Linked DNA regions of Arabidopsis thaliana: region 1 is linked to region 2. A link is a contact called in public capture Hi-C data. All regions are on one chromosome and are shown on one strand. The core of a region is the stretch at or near the end of the contact, and the rest is flanking DNA. Distances in the headings are between cores, read along the strand shown.

Region 1 (2,700 bases), core at 143-2,642, 310 kb after region 2:
TTGATATAAAATATAATTAGGGTAGTCCAATGCGTTTTTCTTAACAAGTCTAAACACATTTGTTTTTTTGTTTTTCCTGGCTTACAAGTTAGGTATACTCTCTTTTCATTACCTATAATAACAAAGACATCATATAAAGCAAATGGTTAAATTTGTTTGTGGTGTAACTTATGAGGGGGAAAAAACCAATAGTGATTAGGAAGACAGCTTGTTTCGTGTGGCTCTGCGAGGATGATCTAGTTGTATATTAAGATATCAGAAGTTATAAACAAAACAAAGATAATGAAAGACATGAATGCATCAAATTAACGGTATATATAGTGTTGGAATCAAATTAGTGGTGAATTATCGGGTTTGCATCAAACTAATTTGGTTATTCTTGAGATTAGGAATGTGTGTTCACCTAAAAGCTAGTAATTGATTACTAAAATGTAATGCATGCAACAAGAAGAGTCAATCGAATTTTATAGAGATAAGTCATATAAAATGATTAATTATCGCTAGAGGAAGCTGCGATGAAATTTCTTACAGCTTTTGTCTTTTACCCATCTAATCATTTAATCTCTGAGCCTACGCCATCACACATATCTAAAAGCACCTTCTTCGAAATTCCCTTGGAGGACAAAACATGGACCTCTTTTTTGTTCACTTGGATTTTCTCGGAAAATGACTTGCATGTCTTCTTACTATATTTTATGTATCCCTTCATTCTATACTTTTTCGAAATTCTAATTTAACTCTACATATAATCCCACTCCCACCAGCTAAAGTTTAGACATGACAAGTATTTTATCAAATGCTCCTTCAATTCAAACTACTGAATATTGTTTGGATAAGTACTTTTTGGAGACGTAAGCTATATTTTCCAATCCGAAATGAATGAACCAAATGTCCATAGTTCTGTTTTTTTTTCCTCCTAAAGTGAATATATTAAGAGACACTAAATTCTAGAAAATATGTTTAAAATATAATAATCAGTAATTGTCCAAAAAAATGTGAATACTTAAATCAAAATCAGGATACGATTGTCACAAGAAACAAACTTTCCTAGATAATGTATATTTTATATTATTATCATATTATGTATGCACTTAAGACATCTCCATCCATGAGAAACCTACAAAGTTTTTCAAACAAAAAAAATATTAATATTATATTATAATTTGATTATTTTTATTAAAAAAGTATTTTTGTTAAAAAATTAAACCAATAGTAAGATGAGAATTGTCATGATGGGTTGTACAAAGTATCTCAGAGTATCTCAGAGTTTCTCACTTGAGAAACTTTCTACACTCTCTCTCCTTCATTTTTATTATTTTTATTTTTTTAATTGTGAGAAATTCTTATGAGATACCCACAATAGAGATGGTCTTATAAATTTATCAACATGGTGAATCTCTCATGTTATATATAGAGGTGATTTAAAGGCTAAATAGAATAACACACTACAGCATATAAACTCAATGATATGGCAACTCAAAAAGAGAAACCTTCCTCCAATTCTTTCAAATGGTTTTCCACCAAAACCTTAAAGTTAAACCTTAGTTTCCAAAACCGACGAAGATCACCAAAATCAAACTCTTCGTCAACCTTAAACTCTCCAAGAAGCAACAGTGATGACAACAACAACATAAAGAGTCACCAGGCCTCCAAAGAAGAGCTCCGTCAAGTCTTCAGCCATTTCGACAGCGACGGCGACGGTAAGATCTCAGCCTTTGAGCTCAGACATTACTTCGGCTCTGTCGGTGAGTATATATCTCACGAGGCAGCTCAAGAGGCGATAAACGAAGTTGACACTGACGCAGACGGGTCTCTAGGGTTTGAGGACTTTGTTGGATTGATGACAAGAAGAGATCTTTACGGTGACGGTGAAGTTGATGGCGATGGAGAGTTGAAGACAGCGTTTGAGATGTTCGAGGTGGAAAAAGGATCAGGCTGCATAACACCAAAGGGTTTGCAAAAGATGCTTGTGAAGTTAGGGGAATCAAGAACGTACGGAGAGTGTGAAGCCATGATAAAGTTTTACGATATAGATGGTAATGGAATTCTTGATTTTCATGAGTTTCGTCAAATGATGACGGTTTAGTGTAATTAAATATTTCTTTTACGTAATTACCCTACTATATGCTCGAAAAATGTTTATGGAGTAGTGTGTGTGAGTTTGAATATAGGGATTATGTTAGAAGTGCTATTATTGAATTGTGGTGAAATTTTAGTAGTGTTGGAATGAATTTATGAATGAAGAATTCATATTTAAGCTTGATTTATGTTAATGACCAAAAAAAATAAAGTGGGAATTATTCTATGTGTATTTACAGTATTGTAGGCATCTATTTATGAGATATGCCCACTAATAATTTAATAGAAATGATGCAAAGACAGACCATTAATTGAAAGTTGGAGTATTTATTCTGTCTTTGGCTCTGCTGAACATTTGCCATTTATTCTTCATTCTTCGTCGTTATTTTTTTTGGGTTTGAAATGCATTGGTATATTATACGAGTTATAGTACAATTCTCTCCGATGCTGTAATTTGCCTTTTAATGATTAAAAAAAGAATATATATATATATACCAAAAAAGTTGGGAAAACTATTGAATTGGGCTTCAGACGTATGTTGGGTCATTAGGCCCATCATAGATCCCTTTTTCAATAAGTTTCTATTTAACCACTTTTATATTAAACAAATTCATTCAAAAA
Region 2 (2,700 bases), core at 33-2,532:
TCCTCTGTACATTTTGTTTTTGTTTTTAATTTTACCATAAACCCCAAAAATGAATGCTCTTGAAAATCCCCAATCGATTCAAGTTTTAACCCTAAACCAAAACTACTCAACCTTAGGTGTTATTACTCCACAATCCCTAAAACCACCATTGCCGCCGGATTCGTATAAACCTCCGACGACGAATCCACCACTTGTTTTCTGCATTTCCGCCATGTAACTCCTCACTTCAGCTTTTATCATCTCCTGCACCACCGTCATAAACTCACCTCTACGTCCTTCTCCTCTCTCCTCTACATTAATCTTCATCTGACTCTCAAATCTCGGAAACATCAACGCGTTGTTGTTATTGTTATGGCTCGAACTCGTGTTCTCAGCTCCAGGTAGTGACAAACTCAACGAAGTAGGTGGATCCTCCGAAGACGAAGACATTTCAACCGGTAACGGCTGCGGAACCACCGTAAAACCGCCGGAAATCGGCATTGGTTTAAACAGCTGAGCAACAGGAGACGACGGTGACGGAATCGTGCTAGAATCACTAACATCGATTCCGTTAGGACTCTCAGGACTCATGTACAATCCAGTATCCACCGGAGCAAAAGCAGAATCAAAGCTAACAGATCTCCTCTTCTTCGGCCGATCCTGATCTTCCTCCGTCTCCGTCACCGTCGTAACCGCCACACCTCCGCTGCATTTCCTCTTAAGCGTAGAGTTCCAGTGATTTTTAACGGCGTTATCCGTACGACCGTTAAGAAGACGAGCAATCGTCGCCCACTTGTTACCAAACTGAGCACGGGCGGTTACAATAGTCTCATCTTCCTCCGGCGAGAAAGGACGATGCTCAACCTCCGGAGATAACTGATTACACCAACGTAATCTACACGATTTACCAGATCGACCTGGAATCGATTTGCTAATCGCAGACCAATTCCTCGGTCCGTATTTCTCAACCATCCTTCGTAGCTGCTCATCTTCTTCTTGACTCCATGGACCTTTAACACGATCCGCCATTGAAACAGATCTTTTGTTTGTTTGTTGTAGAGAAGAAGAAGAAGAAGAAGAAGGTGGAGGAAACTGAAGAGAGGAGAAAAAAGGTATTTATAACAGAGAGAGAGATAGAGAGGAGGATGGATAATAACCGGTAACCGGTAGAGACGGTGGAGAAAGTCATGCACCGCTTCTTCCACGCAAGCGGTTTTGAAAGTTTTGGGATACAGCTGTAGGTGTACACGTGTCGTGATCTCGGTGCGTCTGTTTATTAGTTTATGGAGCGTGTGATACAGTCGAAAGAGAGAAAGGGGAAGCACGCGCGCGTGAGAAGAGAGTGGGAAAAGAAGGGAAGTTAAAGCGACAAAATCACGGAAACCTACAAGGAAAGAGCTCTGATATTATTCGCACAATCTGAGGTGAAAAATTAGAAAGCTGTTTTGAATGTTTATTTGAAAAATAATAATAATATCTGAGACGATAACGGTTAGGTTTGGCAGTTTGGGTAAAGACAGTTTTTTATGCAGATTTCTGACTTTTTTGACTGGACACGCCAGCCTGTATTCCTTGTTATGCAAATTTACCCTTTTCTCTGAAACTTTTTTCCTTTTATTTTATTTTGTAGAATACAAAACGACTAATTTGAATTTTTTTTTGAAGTTACATAAGGTTTAAAGTTTATGGGTCGGGAAATATTGGAGGATAAAATTTGATCACAGTGTTCTAAAAATATTTTTGTTTAATTTAAATGTTATTTTTGTTATTGTATTGTATTATTTTCAAATTGGATGATATATTTAAACAATAAAAATAAAACTGAAATTTTTGAAAATATAAATGTGTAGAAAATATAAAACGACATTAGACTGACACAAAAATTAAAATGCAAAACGACATCTAATTTGAAACGGAAAACGTATTAGATGTTTTTATAAAATATGTTTTGATTCGTTGAACTTGAAACGATATTCGTAACGCTTTTGACCAATAAAGTTTATACATAAAATCTGCATAGAATATAAAACGACGTTTAATATGACACAAAAATTAATATGCAAAACGACATTTAATTTGAAACGAGAAAAGTATTAGCTACTTTTAAAAAAGTATTTTGATTCGTTGAATTTGAAACTATACTTGTAACGGTTATGCTACGTTTTAATTATTCATAGATTTCTTTTTTTTTTTTTCTCGAGAATACAATACACATAATTTAAAATTTGTATATTTTTAAATTTTAAAGTAATTGCAAGTATAGAGCTGGCACTCTTGAAAGTAAAATTTTGATTACACATTTTTAAAAAAAAACATTAACTAATTTATGACTGGTTAAACAGTAATTGTAACAGTTTTGAGCGATGAAATTAATATTTTTTACTTCCTTTTGGTTTATCTTTCTAACTGAAAAAGGTTCAAACTGCCTAGTGCTACAAATTTGGGATAAAAATATTTGTATCGTTTATAGAAATGTGGTTCAGTTTTGTATGGTTTTTTTGTCTGTGACTATTTGTTAATGGTACGTTTTTGAATGCCCCAAATCAAAGTCATATAGTATTTACACAATACGGGAAACTACATTTATATGATTAGATACGATTAATATTCTGTTTCATAAACTTGTTACAAAGAAACGGCCACACAAGATAAAAGTAAGTGGTCGGAAAAATAAAAATAAAATTTGCTGACATGGACAACACGACAAAAGAGTGTTAGGCC

What was found. Capture Hi-C pulls out chosen DNA fragments and counts their contacts.
Region 1: a capture Hi-C map of seedling shows a contact between it and region 2, with 2.2 times the contacts expected there. A contact is called at or near these places in 1 of 26 Hi-C or Micro-C datasets (vegetative nucleus) and 1 of 3 other capture datasets (seedling).

The regions. Positions count from the first base shown.
Region 1 is chr3:18,872,519-18,875,218 of TAIR10.1, forward strand. It overlaps CML41 (calmodulin-like 41), which reads left to right and starts at 1,393. Exons shown (of 1, transcript NM_114937.3): 1 at 1,393-2,318. The coding sequence starts at 1,469. The coding sequence ends at 2,086.
Region 2 is chr3:18,558,044-18,560,743 of TAIR10.1, forward strand. MYB77 (myb domain protein 77) reads right to left here and starts at 1,283. Exons shown (of 1, transcript NM_114866.4): 1 at 1-1,283. The coding sequence starts at 1,008. The coding sequence ends at 103.